Regions from separate parts of the Mus musculus genome. Here all the other regions are linked to region 3. The links are chromatin contacts, called in public HiChIP or PLAC-seq maps. All regions are on one chromosome and are shown on one strand. Each heading gives the region's core, a stretch centred on a gene start, on an enhancer-like site or on the middle of the called end of the contact. The rest is flanking DNA. Distances are from core to core; before and after follow the strand shown. Region 1 has its middle 15 kb from the start of Gm52391. Region 2 overlaps Tcf7l2 (transcription factor 7 like 2, T cell specific, HMG box). Region 3 overlaps Vti1a (vesicle transport through interaction with t-SNAREs 1A).

What was found. HiChIP or PLAC-seq counts read pairs in DNA pulled down with a chosen protein or histone mark.
Region 1: an H3K27ac HiChIP or PLAC-seq map of stem cell-derived neural progenitor cells shows a contact between it and region 3, with 2.3 times the contacts expected there. The contact joins two enhancer-like sites. A contact is called at or near these places in 2 of 115 datasets of contacts at active chromatin or transcription factors (embryonic stem cells and stem cell-derived neural progenitor cells).
Region 2: an H3K4me3 HiChIP or PLAC-seq map of embryonic basal ganglia shows a contact between it and region 3, with 3 times the contacts expected there. The contact joins two enhancer-like sites. A contact is called at or near these places in 3 of 484 Hi-C or Micro-C datasets (embryonic stem cells and liver), 9 of 115 datasets of contacts at active chromatin or transcription factors (embryonic basal ganglia, embryonic hindbrain, embryonic stem cells and 4 more) and 1 of 9 other capture datasets (embryonic stem cells).

Annotation. Positions count from the first base shown.
Region 1 is chr19:55,951,930-55,954,991 of GRCm38.p6, reverse strand. No RefSeq gene overlaps it. Among named protein-coding and RNA genes, the nearest start is that of Gm52391, 15 kb to the right of the region's middle. Within about 2 kb of position 1,526, at least 34 of the 459 cell types and tissues checked have an H3K27ac peak or open chromatin away from gene starts, as enhancers often do. A contact at or near this core is called in stem cell-derived neural progenitor cells, where this site is marked.
Region 2 is chr19:55,922,844-55,925,714 of GRCm38.p6, reverse strand. Tcf7l2 (transcription factor 7 like 2, T cell specific, HMG box) reads right to left here. Exons shown (of 15, transcript NM_001331146.1): 12 at 1,771-1,819; 13 at 1,135-1,185. Among named protein-coding and RNA genes, the nearest start is that of Gm52391, 14 kb to the left of the region's middle. Within about 2 kb of position 1,459, at least 34 of the 459 cell types and tissues checked have an H3K27ac peak or open chromatin away from gene starts, as enhancers often do. A contact at or near this core is called in embryonic basal ganglia, where this site is marked.
Region 3 is chr19:55,555,178-55,558,319 of GRCm38.p6, reverse strand. The region is part of intron 7 of Vti1a (vesicle transport through interaction with t-SNAREs 1A); the gene reads right to left. Among named protein-coding and RNA genes, the nearest start is that of Gm41871, 140 kb to the left of the region's middle. Within about 2 kb of position 1,854, at least 150 of the 459 cell types and tissues checked have an H3K27ac peak or open chromatin away from gene starts, as enhancers often do. A contact at or near this core is called in embryonic basal ganglia and stem cell-derived neural progenitor cells, where this site is marked.

The DNA.
Region 1 (3,062 bases), core at 277-2,776, 400 kb before region 3:
TGGTCTCAAGAAGTGAAGTGAAAGGAAACCCAGAGGAGTAGTGGGGACTCCAAGGGTCTTGGACCCAGGATCACATGTGAACTGTACACATTATGCTATGCTTGTCACAACAAGATGCCCACAGAGCTATGCTTGCCCAGAAAGAACAGTACCATGAGACATGATTTGGGGTCTGTCTCCTTGATGTCTCGTTCCTGACAATCAACCTTGAGCTCACTTCTCAATTCTTTGTATGAGTGTGGTGGGATGCGTGTTCATGTGGGTGCCAAAGGTCACCCTTGGGTGCTACTCCTCAGAAGCCACCCACCTTGTTTTTGAGATAGGGTCTCTCAATAGTTTTCCTGGAGTCCATCACTTAGGCAAGGCTGGCCAGCCAGAGAGCTGCAGGATTCACCTATCTCTGCCTCTCTAGCACTGGGTTTACAAACCAGCACCTGGCTCTTTTGTATATGATTTCTGGAGATTGAACCCAGGCCCTCACACTTGCTTGGTGTGACAGACTAAGCTACCCCTCACCTCTGCTGCCTGATTTCTTTTTATTTATTTATTTATTTATTTATTTTTACATATTTTCCTCAATTACATTTCCAATGCTATCCCAAAAGCCCCCCATACCCTCCCCCCCACTTCCCTACCCACTCATTCCCATTTTTTTTTTGGCCCTGGTGTTCCCCTGTACTGGGGCATATACAGTTTGCGTGTCCAATGGGCCTCTCTTTCCAGTGATGGCCGACTAGGCCATCTTTTGATACATATGCAGCTAGAGTCAAGAGCTCCGGGGTACTGGTTAGTTCATAATGTTGTTCCACCTATAGGGTTGCAGATCCCTTTAGCTCCTTGGGTACTTTCGCTGCCTGATTTCTTTAGGTCTGCTGCCTGATACCTTTGGGCCTGCCATTCATTATCTCCAAGTTTCTCATTTGCATGATTTAGGCTTGTGGCTCACTCAATGCCTAGACCTATCTCCTGATTGCTTTGGGTCCCCAGACTTTTCTGGCTTTGCACTCTGGATTATTTAAACCGGGTGTGTCATATCTTTGGGTCTGCTGCCAGACTACCCAAAGCCCCAGGAGCTTGGGCTGCTGTTGAATGTTGGGCTACTTGGAACATGACCCCCAGGGGCTGCTGTCAGGAAGGAGCTGAATACTCCTAAGTCAGGCCTCCAACAGCAACTATTGTGATTAGGCAAGGGACTCCTGCTTTGAAAGGAACATCTGTACGGTTTGTTTTACTCCATGATACCTCCTCAGCCACCTTTCCCTCCCCCACCCCCCCAGAGACAAACTCATTTACACATGCGATTTTTTTCCTCACTTTTTGATAGTCCATGTTTAATAGGGAACCATGAGTAAGGTCCTGTGCTTCTGGGCAGAATCTCAGAGCTAGCAGGCCAGGCAGGAAGCCCGGGAGCAGGGTGGGAACAGGCCAAGAAAAACCCCCAGGCCTCAGGCTACCCAGGAGGGCTCATACCCATGGTCTGCTCACCAAAGCCTCTCCTCAGAGCTCTTTGGGACTGGCCTGGACTGCTGCCAGCAGCCACTGCACAGTCCTTTTGCAGAGCCAAGGAGACAAAACAGAGCCTGATTTAAGAGAGAGACACAGGGGTCTCTTCTCTGAGCCCTGCCGCAACTGGGACCAATCCAGGCAGATGACTGGACACAGGGCAGGGGCCTCCGGAGGCATAATGTACAATATTCATCAGGAGCAAGAGAATCAGGCAGGAGCAGAATAATAAATAAAGCCACTCCCATTTAGCAAACCCTCTTTGGAAGCCAGGCACCAGGCTGTGTTCCACACACATGTGTCTGCTCGCAAAGGCACAATAATGAACCAAAGTTTGCACACCTATGAGAACAGCTAAAATGTTAAAAAGCAGGTATCAAATGCTAGTGAGGTTCCAGAGCCACAGGAGCATCCCAGTGACTCTACAGAATGGTATGGCCACCATGCAAAGCAAGAGTAGTTTTGTTTGTTTGCTTGCTTGTTTGTGTGTGTGTGTTAATTTAATTGCAGCATTCCTCCATTTCTTCCCTCTAAGTCCTCCCACCAACCCCTCCCACCCCTTTCAAATCCATAGCCTCTTTTTAAAATTGTTGTATGCATACATGTATGTACATACATTCCTAAATATAACCTGTTGAGTAAACATAATGTTACTTGTGAGCATATTTTCAGGGCTGGCCATTGGGCATTAGACAACCAGTGGGTGTACTCTTCCCTGGGCAAGGGCTCCTCCACATGCCCGGCTTTATGGTTTTACTCCATTGCTTGTAGGTCTTTGTGTAGGGTTGAGGCCTCCTGGGCTTTTCCCCATCCAATTCGACCTTGTTCTGCACATGTTTGGGTGGTCATGTTGGTGAGGTTTTATGGGTATAGCTTCTGATGTTGCCAGGGGATGTAATCTCACACCAAACATCCCCCATAGCAAACTCCAGCCCCCTTCCCGTCTACAGCAGGGCAGTTTCTTACATTACATACCCCTACCATACAACCCAGGCAGCATTCCTAGGTGTGAGGAGCGGGTGTGGCAGCAGTCCCAAGATGGCGCCCAGGACTGCAGCTAAGTCTTATGACTTGCACTGGACTTCCTCATACGCCTGAAAATAAGCCACAACCATCGTGAGAGCTGCGCAGGTGCCCCATAATACTGGCGAATCCATATTTGGTGGAGATGTGCCCCTGCTGCCCTGATTGGCTGAAGCTGCGTGCCTGGTGAGGTGACGTGGCCTGCTGTGAGTGGATGGGGACTGAGAGTATATAAGAGTGAGAGGCCCGGGGTTCGAGAGAGAAAGATGAGGAAAAAGATGAAGCGAGAGAGAGGAAGACTGAAGTTTGCTGAATAAACTGCTGTTAGAAGGACTGGTGGCCGTGTCGTTCTTGCTGGTCGAGAGCCGACGCGACACCTAGGGATTTATCTGACCGCAGTTCACAGTGTAGGATTATCACAAATTGGGAACAACCCAATGTCCTGAATTGATCATCATCAACAACAACAACATCGGTTCTTTTAAAACCCCAGAATGTTTCCCCAGTGGGAAATTTCCATAAGTAGAAGACCACTC
Region 2 (2,871 bases), core at 210-2,709, 370 kb before region 3:
TTTTTAAACTTTCTTTAATTAAAAAAAAAAAAGTAAAAAAAAAAAAATCACACTTATTCAACTTGTGCAAGTAGCTGTCGCAAATAAAGCTGCAGTATCCCTTATCAAGGACTGTCAGATCCGGTTCCAGCCGCCCAAAGGCGGTAACGGCCAAGAACTTGCTCTTTCAATTATTTTTTTTTCCTCTGTTTGTTTTTTAGTTCTGCTTTTTTTTTTTTCTCTCTCTCTCTTAATTTTCTTTTTCTCAAAGAAGAAAATAAAGCGAGGGAAGGTTAAATTCATAACATGCTTTTTTCTTCTGAGTACCACAGTTTTGAAAAGAAACAAATGAACAAAAAAAAAAATAAAAACTACAAATAAACACAGAACGAAATGAAGCAAAAACAGAAAGAAATAAAGAAAGAAAAAGGTTGTGGGTATTGGGATATTGCAGCTTTTGGGATGTCTTTTTTTTTCTTTTCTTTTTTTCTTTTTTAATCTACTTTCATTAATATTAAGAGGGAAGAGAGGGTAAACAGGCCATGAGCTGTTAAATGTTAGGAGCTCCTAGCAGGCTTGGAAGCAGGCATGGTCAGTAAACTGCTAGCAGATTTGTAGATGATAAAAGCCAAAAAAGCGAAAGGAAGAACAAACAAACAAACAAACAAAAATAAATAAATAAAAAGCAAAGGAAAAAAATCATACTGCGATGGCATGCTGGCGTGAGGAAACTTAGTGGGGCAACAGAAAAAAATGCCATTAGATTAAGGAGGTTTATTACTGAGTTTGTTCCGTTTTTGTTTTCTTTATCAGTCTCTTTTAAAGAAATACTGCATATTCAATTTGCACAGTTAGTTCAGCTCTAAACCACTGTTCAATGCTGCATAAACCACTGTTACAGGAACAATAGATAAAATGAGACAGAAGTTAAAGTAAAAATAAATAAATAAATAAATAAATAAATAAAATCAACGAAAGCAAAACTGGAAAAAAAAAAAATCTACCGAAACATAACGCAACCATGTAGATGATCGTTTTAAAGGGTGTTCAAATGTTGTATATGTTTAATGTTAATAAGACTATAGATGGCAAGAAAAATGAAAAAAAAAAAACAGTTTATCAAACTATTTTAACGACTCAAAAGCACATTAGCACCTGTGATCGGAGGAAGCGAAAGGCAAGGATTTAGGAAACATTCGCTGTGTTCTGAAAAAAAAGAACAAATTACACAAAGCCTTCAAAATTGTTTTTGTTTTTGTTTTTGTTTTTGTCAAAACCTGGTCTTCTCCAAGGGACCTTGATTGCCTATGCAGTATTTCTAGTTTCTTCCTACTGAATGACAAACCTCCTTAATTTAAAATGGGTGCAATTTACCACTGTAAAGGCATGCATTGAAACATTCAGGATCAGCCCAGTTAAAACCCGACACTCACACACGCCCCTCCTGGCCCCCTCGCCTCCTCATCCCTCTTCAGACACACACAGAATAAGCAGGCTGTCTAAAGCCCGGTGGAGGCGTGACTGACGCTGGCCCTCTAGTTACAGGCTTGGCAGTTAATTTAAAAACACATTCCGCTAGGGTTACAACGGGCTTTTCATGCAACAATGGATGCTACTAGCTTTAAAAGGGCAGTCATGAAGCAATTAATTAAAAAACACATAAACAAAAAAGGCTGCCTAAGATGGGTTCCCCGCAATGTCCTGGCCTTGGATTTCTCCTGCCTCCCCCAGAGGGAAGCCTGACATAAGAGTGGTCCTCCAACCTCCACCTCCCTGACTCTCCTCGCTCACCGTTGGTTTCCCCCGGCTGCTTGTCTCTTTTTCTCTTCTTCTTCTTCCCCTGGATGGACAGAAGAAATGCAGGAGATTAGGCCAAGAAATAGACAAGGAGATAGAGGTCTGGGTTCATAGGGCAGGGGAGCCAGAAGAGGGGACCAGTCTGCCATCACTACCTCTCTCCCAAATCTATCTAATCTAATCCTTGAACACTGCCTAGCTGGGGGTCAAGGCAGGGGTAGGATGGGGGAGACACACATTTCTTGGGAGAAAAACAGGGGCCCAGCAGGTAGATATGATAAGACCTCATGGCCTTCATCCATCTTTAACCTAACCCAGAGGATCTGATTCCATAAAGAGGAAGAGAAGGAGGCAAGAAAGATTCAGGGAGGGATGGAGAGCCACAGCAGGAAGCAGGATGAGTCCACTTCCAAGGGTGTAGAGAAACCTGGGAGCCTCCAGTGGTCCACAGCTGGCCTAGCTACCCCACAGTCTCTCACTATGAAGGCCAAAGTGTCCCTACCAAAATGGTTTCTTTCAGAAATGGAGCGTGACCCTTCTTTTTTTTTTTTTTTTCTTTTTAATGGTACAGAGTTGGGGTGGGGGTGTTTACAAAAGAAAGCCAATGGGGAAGTTCAAAACTGCAGGGCGGACATGCATAAGCCCAGGGAAGGGATCTCTCATTCTCTTATGCCGGCTACAGATTCCTCTGATGATACCCCAACAACCATATCATAACATAACCATAACAGAGATTACAACCCACAGATGCATGTATTACGCCCAACACTCAGCATCTCATGCCTTAGTCCAGCCTGCTTTAAACGCACACAGGTAGCCTACAGGTGGGCAACGCTGTCTACCAGAAAGCCTGCCTTAGTGTAAAGCATTGAGTGGCTTGTGCCACGGACTGCATGCTTTCTTAAGTGTGGAAAGAAGAATGGCTTGTAAGGGTGCGCTTCCACAACATCACGAGGTTGAAGAATCCTAAGTTTAACCATGGCAAACCAGGAGGTGTCTGTATAACCCATATTGTCATGCTGTGAGAATGGCTAGCTCCTAACAAATATGAAAATTATGGACTGTTCTAAGTCTAGCTTTTCACTGTAACAGCCA
Region 3 (3,142 bases), core at 605-3,104:
TTAAAGGTGTGTTCCTTAACTCGGAGATTCAATCTTCTGGAATCCATAGCCACTATGGCTCAAGATCTTCAAACCAAGATCCAGATAAGGATCTCCAAGCCTCCAGATAAGGGTCACTGGTGAGCCTTCCAATTCCGGATTGTAGTTCATTCCAAATATTGTGAACTGAGGGGAGCTACTTCAGAGCTGGACTCCACAGACCTTGAGGAAAAATTAGACAACAGAAGCCAGAGAAGCCAGAGAGCAGATGAGGAGAGAGGGCTGAAGGATAAACACGTGCGTCCGAACCCCCTCCAAACGCCAAGGGAAAACGAAAACAAAACCTGCCCCCCCCGCCCCCCCCCCCCCCCGATACTGCGCTAAGCAAAAGAGGCCGGCGGCAAAGGTCATATACTGCTGTGACTTCAGTCTGTGCATTATCCAGAATCCACAGAGACAGCAGCTGCTTGTATGGAGAGGGGCCACTTGTGAGGCCAGGGAACCAGAGAGAGGTAATGGTTGTCTAACACTGCCAGTATACGGAACTGTTCACGTTCAAGTTGTTAATTAAATCTAATATTTTTTTCGTAGAATGCAATTTGATCATTTCTTTCGCCTTACTCCACTCCTCCCAGGTCCTCCCAACCTTCTCATCCATGTGCTGTCATGTTCTGCTTCTTTCTCTCAGAAAGAAAAAAAAAAACTAACCCCCCAACCCCCCAAAAAACCCATAAAACAAGAAAAAAACAAACAGAAGACACAAGAAACTAATATGACAAAAATAAAATGACTAATTTTATATAGTTTTATGAATTTTAAATTAAAAACCGATAAAGGTGGGGCTGGTGAGATGGCTCAGTGGGTAAGAGCACCCGACTGCTCTTCCGAAGGTCCAGAGTTCAAATCCCAGCAACCACATGGTGGCTTACAACCATCCGTAACAAGATCTGACTCCCTCTTCTGGAATGTCTGAAGACAGCTACAGTGTACTTACATATAATCAATAAATAAATCTTTTAAAAGAAACAGATAAAGGCAAAATCAAATTAGAACAAAACAGAAAAAAAAAAAGCTCCCAATGATAACCTGCAGTGCTTTGTAGTTCAGGGTTATGGGGACTTAGAATCCCCCCTCAAACCCAAAGACACCAACAGCAAGACCCATAGAAAACAGGCTAGTGCCTCATGCTGGTGCCCATTCGGCTTGCTGTGGTGTGTCCCCGGTGGGCATGGATCTTTCTCCTCATTACTGCCCATCCTTTTCTTAGGGGTCAGCACTGGACAAGGTAACTTGGCCATAACCTTGTTTCCTGTAGGTACACCCTCCACCTTTGCTGACCTCCACCTTTGCTGACGGAGTAATGTGAGCAGTCCGTCTGTCATGCAGAGGGAGACACATGGGGGCGGGGGGGGGGGGAGGTGAACCAAAGGAGCATGCACAGAGAGGGCACAGGGTCAGGAAACAGTAAGCAAAACTTTCTGCCATTTGTATTGGTCATCAGCAACCCAGGGAGAATAAAGGGCTCCCTGATGCTCAGTGCGTCCTCAGGAAGATTAATTAACATGCGTAAAGGCCACACACAATGTGAAAGGCCCCGTAATGGATCTCCAAAAGCTGGAGTCCCTGGTTTCCAGAAGGGTCACGAAACACTGAGTGGAAAATATTCCCTAGAAGACAGGGCTGGATGACCCCGGCCACGAAGAACACAGCAAAGAGAGGGCTGGGCTTGTCTGGGGCTCTCTTCATTCTCCGGCTGCATCTGATCTGACAGACGTGGTGAGTAATTAGGCCCTTGTCCATTCAGACTCTGAATGCTTGCACTGCCCAGAGAATGGGGCAGGGATAATGAGAGGCACAGCCCCTGTGGGACTATTCAGGAGTGCTCAAATTTGCATGGTCACATGAACCCGAAGGAAGTGGATTATGCCGGCCTGGCCAGGAAGTGGAGACCGCCAAGGCTTTCTCATTTGCATAAATCGTAGGGCTGGCGAGCAGGAGGCTTAAGCTCCCTCAGAGGAGCCCAGCTGCAGAGACCTGCACATCTCTGTGGCTACAGCCTGCTCTGGGTGACTTCACTTGCTACGTCATGTCACGTCGTCTGGAGTTTTGACAATATGAGCCGTTACGTTTCTGGAAATGTGATTTTTTTTTTTTTTTTTTTTTTTTAGCAAGTGAGTGAGGAGGTTTCTGCAGTCCCTTAGTGAAGGGATTTCTTTAATCACTCTGGGAAAACAAGGTTCTTAGGTAAGGGGTAACGCCTTCCATTATGTCTGCTGCTGTTAACTTAAGTTCTAATTGTAACAAGGTGCTTAAGGGAGAATTGTTTGTGGCTTTAGAAATAGCTAATGCCTCTCCAAAAGGATTACTTTTATTTTAAGCTTCAAATGAAGGCTACCAATTAATTAGTCCATTTACATAAAAATGTCTTGGATCTGTTACCTGCAAAGATAAAGGGTGAAATCTACCCTCTAATTGGGGGGTGGGGAAAGCCATGTGCAGTAAACACATAGGAGTCCTGGGCCAAAAACAAGTGGAAATTATTAATTAAAAACAAATGTCAGAAATTCATTTCATCCTATGTGATATGGGTGATATCAATATGCTAATTGAATAACCTTCCCTTACGTGTTTCTGCTCCATGCTGTGCCACATAGCTTCCCCATCGGCACACAGTCAGGGGTAATGTATACCTGCAGTCTCAGCAACAGGCAGGCCAAGGCAGAAGGACCTCATGTTTGAGGCTAGCCTGTGCTAAAACAAATTAGGTTCTAGGCCCGGCTGGATCATATAGTGAGGCTCAGTTTGAAATGCACACAGCAACAAAAAGACACACAGAGCTTCAGGATGGCTCCAGAGGGACTGGAAGCCCCCTTAGTCCTCCAGCCCCCAACTCCTAGGGCTAGCCGCACAAGGCTTCCCACTGTCACAGGCCTCTGCCCATCATTCTCGGCCAAAGATCTACACTGGTTACTTTCCTCAGTACTGTGTGTGTCCTGCGTGAGTTCAACTCAGGCACAGTCACAACAAACTTCCAGAGACCTCGGGGTAACAAGGAAGCAGATATTTACCACTGAAAAAACTAAGTGTCTTAATCCCTTTAAAACACACAACTGAACAGGAAGCATATATTACCCAGAGTAATTACATGTGTTTTCTTGTCATT